2 separate regions of the Rattus norvegicus genome follow, and region 1 is linked to region 2. The links are chromatin contacts, called in public Hi-C maps. All regions are on one chromosome and are shown on one strand. Each heading gives the region's core, a stretch centred on a gene start, on an enhancer-like site or on the middle of the called end of the contact. The rest is flanking DNA. Distances are from core to core; before and after follow the strand shown. Region 1 holds the start of Hnrnpll (heterogeneous nuclear ribonucleoprotein L-like). Region 2 overlaps Galm (galactose mutarotase).

Region 1 (5,233 bases), core at 2,331-4,830, 120 kb before region 2:
AGTTCTGAATTCATTTCCTTCTGTGGGGACAAACTTGGAAAGACACAATCAATGAACTCGTCATTTGAAAACCTTCTATCCGACAGCAGGGACACACTCTATCACTTGCCCACACATTTCTGTGACATTTTGTTAGTGAAGACTATCTTGAGTCATCGCCCAGCCTGAACTCCATGCCCACAAAGACTTTTCGATGGAAAGAAAGAGTTAAAATAGCAAGGGAACTGGAGTCTAGGGAGGGCACGGGGGCGTAATTCGTCATTCAATCGCTGCTTTCAAAGAGATGAGGCCACGAAAGCCTTCCCGTTACGGTGCGCCGCGTGAGGATGCTGCGGGACGAGGAGGCCGGGTCCCAGGACCGCCTCCGAGCCAGAGTTGTTCAACTAACAAAGAGCTGATCCCGCCGAGGGCGCGCGGCACAGCCTCCCGGAGCGGAAGCGACACCCGCCGCCGCCGCCCCCACCCCAAAGCCCTCCCCAAGTTCAGGGCCCGGCTGCGGACTCCCTGAGGCCCGGCACCCGAAGCCCAAGCCCGCACTCGCCGTCAGGATTCGGGAAATGTGTGCAATAAATAAGTGATAAGCCCGAGTCCCCAACCGCACGCTCGGTGTGCACGCAGCAGAATAGGAGAGGCCGGAGAGCCGGCGGCGGGTGGGCGAGCGAGCGGGCGGGCAGACGGGCGGCCAGGCCGAACCCCGCCACCGGGCCCTGCTGGAGGGACGCGGCGCCGCGCTTTGTTACCGTGGACGGGGGCATGCTCCGAGGGCCGCCGCCGCTGCCGCCTTCGTCGCCGCCGCTACCTCTCTCATCGCCGTCGCCTTCGTCGCCTTCTTCGCCGTCGCCTTCTTCTCCACCGTCGCCTTCCTCGCCGTCGCCGCCGCCGCCGCCGCTGCCTCGGTCGCCGCCGCCGCTGTCGCTATCGCTCCCCGCCTGAGGCGTCGCTTCCTGGCGATTCTCGCTCTCCTCAGCCGAGTAGACGATCTCTCCCTCCTCCGTCTTGAGGCGCTTGGCCTGGCTTTCGAACTCCCGGTCCTCCTCGTACGTCTCCTCCTTGGGGGAGGAGGAGGTGGAGGACATGGCGGCGGTGGAGACGGCGCGGGATATGGGCCTCAGATGTCGCCGAGCAGTCCCCGCCGCGGGCTGCGCCTCCTCAGCGCGGGTCTGAGAGGCGTCGGCGTCCTCCGCGGCGCGCTCCAGGAGCCCGTGACTGAGAAGGGAGCGCGGGCTGAGGGGACGCTTCCCTTTATCTCCCAGCCAGCCTCCAGCCTCTCCCTCCGCCAGCTTCGCGGCTCCCAGCTCCGGGGGGAACGCGAAACTAAGGATGGGGCCGGGGCCGTGGCCGTGGCTTCCGGTCTTCCCTCCTCCCTAATCCGCTCCCCGCCGCTCAGGCGGAGCCTCCACCCGCCTTGACTGCTGCGGGGCGGGATCGAATCCTCAAGCCCAAGAGTTCCCGCCCCCTAGCTGAACTTTCTCCTCCTATTGGTAGGTGGAAAGTCGATCTGGCTTCCAATTGGCTGAAGGAACTGCTGGTCAAAATCCAGCCTGGACCCTCTCCTGGCTCCAGTCCGGACCGTGCAACGCCCGCAGCGCGCGACTCCGCAGCGGTTGCAGCCCCGCGGCAGTTAACGCTGTTAGGCCCTGACCGCAGCCGAGAGACTTGGTGAATCTGGCGAGCGGCGGTGCGTTCGGCAGAATCGGGACTGCGGGTGTTAACCGCCTTCCCGCTAATTTGAATGCTTTTCTTCTTTTAAAAAGATGAAGGGAACCTCGAGAAGCTCCGCACACCTACCTACCCAACACAGCCCCAAGAGTGCGTGTAACAAAAATTTCATCAAAATGCGTGGACTCTGCGCCACTAAATATTGAAGGACCGTTAGCTATTACTGAACGTGGCGAGTCAACGAGATGATTCACACAGGCACGCGCACAGTATAGGTTGTTTGCAAACCGGACCTTTTGCTGCAGACATACAGAGCCAAGTCCCTGCTGCAGTTACACGTTCTCAATCTTCATCTAAAACCCCCTTTTCTCTCTGTTCTGAATGATCCATTTCATTCATTTTTCCAAAATAGGAAACTATCACAATTCTGTTGGTTTCCAGCCTACAACTCACTTCCTCTGCGAAACCTAAGGACTGTTTTAAGGTTTTAATTGCTTCTATTGCGAAAGGCCTTTTAATATCTGAAGGTGTTGTTAAAAACAAAAACAGAAAACAAAAACCTGGGCATGCTTAAGGCAGGGACTCTGTTCATTTTTGTAATCCAGTTCCAGTACAGTACACCTTAACCCAACTCACCCCCAAATGGATTTCAGTGACCAACTTACTGAGTGGTCCCCCCTTGATAACGGTATAATGTTTCTTGCCGTTACTTTAATCCTTGGAAAACTAAGATTAGTTCTGTGCACCTGTTTTAAATGTGCCTCTTCCTTTCCCACCTGTGGGTGGTTTCCTCCTCTAGCCTGTTTTTTCCCCCAAAGGCATTTCTTCCCCCAGAAAGATGTGTGTATTCTCCACTGATCGTGCTTTTAACATATGTTGTTTTCTCCTTTATACTTCGCACCACTTGTCATTTGAGAATCCCAAAGAATCCAAGTGTTTCTGCACACTGTACAAACTGTGTGTGTGTGAGGCCGCTGGCAGAACTGAAAATTAGAAATTTGATTTTAAAATTAAGACCAAAGTGTGCCGAAGAAGTATAAAGAAGGAATTGCAGAGCTGGGGAACAGATAAGGAAACGATTTAAGCGAGAGCAAGCACACCGGCAGTAAGAGAAACATTGCCCCAGTTTTATCCAAAAGTGTTTCTTTGAGTCAGATGTCCCAAACAAATTTACAATGCAAAAATTATTCTGCTAGAAAGTTCAGGTACTGGAGTTTCAAAAGCTAAGAGCTAAAAAGCCTAGGGCTTCGGGCTGGAGAGATGGCTCAGCAGTTAGGAGCTCTGTGTGCTTTTCCTAGAAAATCTGATGCTCTCTTCTGGCACCTTCATAAGCACCATGTAGTTCCTGAGCAGTATTCTGCAAGAACTGTCAAAATGGCGGCAGCAGTTAAAACAAAGGGAATGAAAAAAGCCACCAATCCCTGAGCAGGAAAACCCACCAATCCCTGGTCTCCTCAAGCTCCAGACTTGAAATCCTACCAATCCTGACTCTGGAAATCTCCACCTCATCAGACATCTTCTCTATGTCTGTCTCTTGTCCAATCGCTTACTGTCTTCTCCCAGGAGCAGAGGGTAGCCACATCTGGACTCCTCCCTCCTCCCCGCTGGATTCATCCCTCCAATAAATCTCTTTTATGAGATGTGCTTCTGGCTATGAAACTTTCAGCACAAGAGGCCAAGAAACAGTGGAGAGAAGAAGGGAAGAAGCAAAGAAGTGAAGTGGGGCTGGGACTCTTGAGCGAACTCAGCTCAGCTGTGGCTACCCTCTCCTGAGACCTGCAATGTCACTGCTGAGGAGGCTTCCTCTCAGAGCTGTGTGGATCTTGGTCTTCCAAGTCGCAGGTTACCGTTCTATCCGAGCAAGAAGGCCAACACACCACACATCCATAACACACATAAAATAAATGAATACATCTAAAAAAAAAGTAAGAGCCCAGTTCTCTGTATTTTTCCTGTCTGTATGTATATATGTGTGTATGTAAATATGTACGTATTTATTTTGGAGACCAGGTATCACTGTGGAACCCTAACAGGCCTGTAACTTTGTATGTAGTTCAGGGGTCCTCTGGCAGTCCCTGCCTCTCTCTGATCCTGGGATTGAAGCAATCACTACTAGTCCTGGTTCTCTGTCCTTTTTACAGTAGTTTTAGCATCGAAGTCCAAGAAAGAAGGGTTAATTATAGCTTGTTTGCCAGGGAAAACTTCTTCTGTTGAAGTGGATAGTTCCCAACATATTTTTATGGGAGAGCTAGAAATATAGTTCATTGGAAAGTGTGTCAGACCCTCGGATTGAATGCCCAGCACCAAAATATTTTTTTTAATTAAAGATAGAAATGTAGAATTAGGGAATTAATTTTTCATATTGCTTTTCTTTAAGGTGGTTGTGCATGCCTTAATCCTAGCACTCAGAAGTCAGTGGCAGGTAGATTTTGAGTTCAAGGCCAACCTGTTCTACATTTCAGGACAGCCAGGGCTTTGAAGAAAGACCCTGTTTCAAACAAAACAAGATAGAATTTGTTTGTTTTAGAGAGTTTGGTTGTTTAAATACACTGTGCTGACCTCAAACTTACAATCTTCCTTGCTCTGCCTGTTAACCTGCCATTTTCATACAAAAGGCAACTTTAACAAACTATATTCACATCCAACTATAAGTTTATTGGGACTTATGCAAAGTTTCCAAATACTTGTCAAAACATTTTCAATTTCCCAAGCCCTGAATTTCAAATTATGGATCATAGACCAAATTAAAATGCAACTCTCATACTAAATAGAAGTTTCCTTTAAAAATTATAGTAAACCAGAGTATTCCAATTCTGATTTACTGTTGGGGTGAATTAAATTTCCTTATACAAATTAAAATGGTTAATCTATAATCTACCCACACTTCCCAGAATTATACTGTTGGTAGAAATTAGAGAATGAATTGCTATCAAGATAAGCAACTATTTCGGTCCCCAGCTCCGAAAAAAAGAACCAAAAAAAAAAAAAAAAAAAAAGATAAGCAACTATAAATTAGGTCTACACGTCCATTGTAGTAACAGTCATTAAATCGTTTTCATTCAGGAATAGCCTGGCTCTGGAATCTGACTCCTTGGGTTCCATTCCTAGAGCAAGAACCAGGTTCATTTGTTGTTGTTGTTTTGTTCTTGTTTTTCTTTTTTTGAGACAAAGTTTTTCTGTGTAGCCTTGGCTATCCTGGAACTCACTATGTAAACCAGGCTGGCCTCCAACTCAGAAAGATCCGCCTGCCTCTGCCTCCTAAGTGTTGGGAATAAAGGCATGTACCACCACTACTGCCCAGCTAAGAGCCATGTTCTTAACTGAACCTCTAGAGCAGCACTTTTGTCTTAAGCTTTTCCGAAAATGCTTAATTACAGAATGGAGTGAGAAATAATACCTCTGATAAAGAGTTTGTGACAGAATTTATCAGCATGACCCTTTCAGTGGTTAGCACATGGAATGGCACATAGGTGGTGGTCATTATTATTTCGTGAGAATTATTATATAAATACACACATGCATGCTTATATTGCTCAGGGGTGTACTGCATCAACTGATTGTAAGGTTTAAAGAG
Region 2 (5,387 bases), core at 2,731-5,230:
CCTATTTCTAAAAGTTACCACTTTTTTATTTAGGAGGTAAACTTTTTTTTTTAAGAAAAATTTATTTTATTTATATGAGAACACTGTAGCTTTTTAGACACACCAGAAGAGGGCATCATATCCCATTGCAGATGGTTGTGAGCCACCATGTGGTTGCTGGGAATTGAACTCAGGATCTCTGGAAGACCAATCAGTGCTCTTAACCACTGAGCCATCTCTCCAGCCCTCAAAACCTATTTCTAACATTAGTTCCTAAATGCCTTAACCTCCCTTGTAGCCCACTACCCTTGAGAGGCAGTGGAAAAGAAAGGATACAGGGGAAGTGGACCTGTTTAGAAAGGTTCTTTGGAGCAGCTCTTGTCTGTGTTATCAGGAAATCGGCAGTTCAGTTCACAGGTCAGCAGCGGCAGCTCTATCCACTCGCAAACACTTCATGGATTCCCTAGCAGTCCAGTTCAGTAAAGTTGGAATAGCAAACCCAAATCAGCAGCAGTTGCACTACCTAGCAGAGACAGCCAGGCCTCAGCCGGAGTCAGCAGGAGTCAGCAGTCAGTTGTACCTCACTCAGCTAATCAAAGATCAGCGAAGACCAGAGACCAACAAGCACTGCACAGCTAGCTATACCAGCAAGCCAAGCCCAGCCTCCATCACTGTCCATGGAGTCCTTTTTATACTCCCTCCAAACATCACATGTCTTGCCACAAACATGTGTCTTGCCTCAGCATGTGCATCTGTCTCAGCTGACCTCACTCTGCCAATCAGCCTGAGTCCACCGAAGCGGCAAGAAACTGAAGCACACCACCAGAAGTTTTCTGTCTATAGAGTCCTAACAAATGTAGCTCAACTCTGTAATGTAAGGTAGACGAATACATGTGTGTTGTTAGCAATGAATCTTTCATCACGTGTCCTTTCTGCTTGCTTTAGCTGCACAGCCTCTCTCCTGTGTCTGCTTCAGCAAAATGTTCCTTCACAAGTTTGCCCCAGCAAAGCACCATCTGACTTTCCAAAAACCCCACATTTCCATTTCATATGTCTTTTACTTACACCCCCAATTGTGAGAGCTCGGAATCTCTTAGGATCTGTGTCATAGTATATAAATGTGTCTAGCTTGTGTCCCAAGCATAAGTTCATAGGAAGCAGAAATCTATTCCTGTGTCAACATCTCCGGTCCCTCCTCAATCCCAACTCATCACTTAAGGTTAGAGTCCTGTCACACCACTACAAAACCTTTGCTAGCCCACTGGAATCCCACAATCATGGCATCTCCACAACCCTGTAAAAGTTGATATTGTAAGTCTGTCTCTGCCATCTGGTTCTAGGCTTCTTAAGGTCAGTTTAACCAAAAAAAAAAAAAAAAAAAAAGAGTTGGACTCAAAAATGCACTCCTGTCTGTGTGTATGCACATGCGCTCAAAAGCCACAGGATAAGCTCAGCCGTTGATCCTTTGGCTCCATCCTTCTTGTTTTGTGAGATCTCTCACTGGCCTGGAACTTCACAAGTTGGCTTGGCTTGCTGGCCAGTGAGCTCCAAACAGCTCCCTTTCTGCATCTTCCTGGAGCTGTTTTTTTTATATAAATTCTGGGGGTTAACTCAGGTCCTTGAGCACTTAAGCGATCAGCGAAGCCCTGTGTTTGGTTTCCCCAAGCCCCATCCAGAAGTGTTCTCAAGGATCCATGCTTCTGGTTCACACTCTCCTGAAGGCACTTAAAGACAGTGTGCAAAAGGGAAGATGGAGGAAGCGTGGCCTCCATAGGGACTTGTCAGTCAGTGCCCAGAGACAAAAACATCCTGGAGCGATTACTGGAGCTACTGCTACATAAATCATCCCAATGCACTCATTTATTGTCTAGTTGTTCCTGTTAGACAGGACAATTGTTAAAATATATTAGATTCTGGGCCATAAGCCACGACTCGTCTGGGCCATAAGCTTTGGCTCACTCCCTGACTAGCTCATAATTTATTTAACCCATTCAAACTTTCCTATATCTACCACGCGGTTAGTCACGTCTCTTCAACCCCAGCCCGCTTCTTTCTCTCTCAGCATTTCCCTGAGTTCATCTACCTGCTGGTTTATGTGCAGTTTCCTCAGTTCCTCTCTCTCTTCTCTCTACATCTCCTTTTATTCTCATGTTATTTCCCAGAACTCTCTCTCTTCCTGCCAGGGTCCCACCTCCTATTTCCTGCCTCGGCTCATTGGCCATTGGCTTTTTTATTGATAGGCAATGCTTATATGAAATTTTCTCTAAGGCAAGTCATTCTCTTGGGCTTCCAGCAAAGGTCAGAGCTGGCACACAAGCATCTGAAGACGTTCCTTCCTTGTTTGACTGTTGGCGTTGGCCTTTGGTTGGGAGCCCCCGGTATGACTCAATCTTCCTAATGATATGGTGGCTGGGCTTCTAGAGCACATGTCTTGAGAGCAGCCTAGGCTGAAGCCATTTTATATTTCATGACTGTGTCTCAGGAATCACACACCAGCAGCTCTGTTGTTTGAGGCGGTTATTAAGGCTCATGCAAGTTCAAAGAGTAAAGAGCAGTCAGCTGTCCCTGAAGGGTGTCAGTGTCATGTCAGCAAGGGCACACAAGGGATGGGAGTAGACCAGGGTGCAGTTGACCACAGTCAGGAAGAAAGACAATGTTCCTTATCATAAGACTTGAGTGTGAGACACTCAGTGAGATGAGAAAGGTCAAGGCGGATGGGTTGCAGAAGAGCCGTGAGCTTTCTCTTCACTATCAGAGAGTGAATAATTGTCGCTTTGTCAGCAATTAGGAAGAGGGAGACTGACTCCTGGTGACGGAGTCTGGCCTTGTCAGAAAGCTCTGTCTTCAGTGACCAGATCCACTTCTTACAAATTTCAGGAAGTGCAATGCAGATGCTGCGGCTAGAGTGGCATGTCCATGAGTCCTCTGTTGACTTTGTCCACACGCCCTCATGTCTAGATCACAGTCACTCCAGCACCATTCCTGTCGCCAACCTTGGCTGTTTCAGTGTACACTGGCCGTATCCTGTCCCCACTCCACGCCCCACCCCACCGCCCTCTTGTCTTCTTCACCTGCTCACTGTGACTATCTTGGGTCTGACTGGTTTCCTCCCATGGCAGCCCTCTGTGGCCACACTTCAGGATGTTGGTCTCTCAGAGACCATCATTCTTCAGCACCTGAAGAACCTGTGGCCCTTTGATCCTTCTGCTCTTTTGTTCTGCTACTCACCCACCCACTTATGACCTCATTTCCACCTGTACCCTGCATTAGCTTAGGTCAGGAACTCATCACTGAAAAGCACCCCTTTGCACACGTTCTCAACTTTGTCTCTTCTCCCTCCTCTTGCAATTTTCCAGCAAGCCCCAAGCTGTTTGAGGCAGCCCGCACTCACCACAGCTGCTATCCTGTAGCCATATGAACAGCCTGTGAGGGATCCTTACTGCTGTGTGTCTGTCCTCAGGCTTTGGTGGAAGGAGGAAGCAGGATTAGTCAAATCACTCCTGTGCCCTCGAGCTGAATCTCAACGTTTTCAGGTCAGAGGTCACCAACCACCAGGCTTAAGTTTTGGGGCTCATACCTTAACACACGCCTAGCCATATCGGGAGGATACGGATCCTCTTCAGAAAGCACACTAGATAGGTGGACAGACATATGGACAGACGGACAAAGATGGGTGGGTCTGGTGGCTTTCAGATTAGAACCATGACATGGCATCCTGTCTGTGGACATGTGTTCCATTTCATTTTCATTTTCTGCACATTTGGCTTTGCTCAAAGTGTGATTGGCGTCTCCTTTCTATTCTTAGCACAAAGCAGAAACACATATATGCAGATGAACTGAAGTCAAAAGAACTTGTTCATTTTCCAGAGTCTTAGAAAAACCAAGACGACTTGGGGAGCTGAGGGTGGAGGGTGCTGTCACCATGGCAGACACATCGCAGTGCATCAGGAAGGGCTGTCGTCGACACTGGGAGGCTTTGAGATATATCACTTTGGGCAAGTCCCGTTAGCATCTGGGTCAGCGTCTCTGCAAAGTGAGGGGTCTGCTTGAGGCAACTCACACAGCCATCTGGACTTTTTGTTCTTTGTCACAGACTGCTGCCGCCTTCACGGTGGCTCTTGTTCTCCAGCATCGGTTTCCAGCAGCTTAGCTTTTTCATCAAGCAAAGGTTCCAGCTCAGGCCGGCGGCCGTGGAGGACAGGAAACTGCTCCTGCCCTTTTAGAACTTGCCCTCGGAAGAGGCGGGAAGCTAGCTGTAGTCCAGTAGTGTAGTAAATGTTTGAGTAAGTCTGTCTGATGATAACAAAGAGGAAGGAAGGTTCAGTCTGCCTGTAATTTTGCTACTGTTACAAATCGTAACATAAATATCTAATGTGCGGGAGTGCTCCCAGGAGAGATGCTGTTCGATGGTTCACACAGTACTCTGACTTCTGTTGTTTTGTAAATGTAGATATTTGAGACAGGTTCTCTCTAGTGTGTGGCTCTAGCTGTTCCGGAACTCAGTACGTAGACCAGTAGGCCAGCCTCGAACTCACAGAGATCCACTATGCCCAGCTTTGTGTTTTTAAACTATGTCACTCAGGCTGATCTCAAACCGGAAATGCTCCTGCCCAGTCCCCACGGGCTGCTCTTACAAGCATGCACCACCACATTACAGATGACTCCGTTTTTCTCCCTGTTGTTTGTTGGTGTTTCCTGTTGTTGCACTGTACCCCAGGGTGGCCTTAACCTCAGGGCAATGCTCCTGCCTCATCCTAAGATCCCAAGTGTGTATCACCATGTGTGACTTAGAGGCTCCCTATGGTATGTGTACGGGTATTTTTTTTCCTGCATGTTTGTACATCATATGCATACCTGGTGCCTGCAGAGGCCAGAAGAGGATACCAGAGCCCCTGGAATTGACATTGACAGACATTTTGTGATGCTGGTATGCATGCTGGGAATTGAACCCGGGTTCTCTAGAAGAGCAGCTGGTTTGTTCTTAACTGATGAGCCATCTCTCTAGCCCATGGGAAAATTCTTAAGTAACGAGTTAGACTTTACCAGAGTGTGGTAGGAGTCACAGAAAAGGACATCCCACCTATCTAAAAAAAAAAAATTGCAAGGACATGGTAAATCTAAGGGACAAATTTTCATAATCTCCACACAGCTGCCTGTGAAACACATGACAGCATATTAATGAAAAAAAAAAAAGATTAGGCTGGGCTGTGGCAGTGCACGCCTTTCATCCCAGCACTTGGGAGGCAGAGGTGGGTGGGTCTCTGGGTTTGGTGCCAGCCTGACCTAAAGAATGGGTTCTAGGGCTTTCAAAGCTGTACCCAGAGAAGTCCTGTCTTGAAAAGCCAGGGAGGGGGGAGGGGGGCTTGAACCATATGACTTCTTTCTTCTCATTTAGCAAAGAAAGGAAA

Evidence for each region. A called contact is a pair of places that touch in the nucleus more often than the background predicts.
Region 1: a contact with region 2 is called in a Hi-C map of kidney, with 5 times the contacts expected there. The contact joins the promoter of Hnrnpll here to the enhancer-like site in region 2. A contact is called at or near these places in 10 of 12 Hi-C or Micro-C datasets (the A7r5 cell line, the Rat2 cell line, Schwann cells and 6 more) and 1 of 1 datasets of contacts at active chromatin or transcription factors (oligodendrocytes).

The regions. Positions count from the first base shown.
Region 1 is chr6:20,718,360-20,723,592 of GRCr8, reverse strand. It overlaps Hnrnpll (heterogeneous nuclear ribonucleoprotein L-like), which reads right to left and starts at 3,580. Exons shown (of 13, transcript XM_233805.11): 1 at 741-3,580. The coding sequence starts at 1,076.
Region 2 is chr6:20,595,059-20,600,445 of GRCr8, reverse strand. All of the region lies in intron 4 of Galm (galactose mutarotase), which reads left to right. Among named protein-coding and RNA genes, the nearest start is that of Srsf7, 34 kb to the right of the region's middle. Within about 2 kb of position 3,980, at least 4 of the 93 cell types and tissues checked have an H3K27ac peak or open chromatin away from gene starts, as enhancers often do.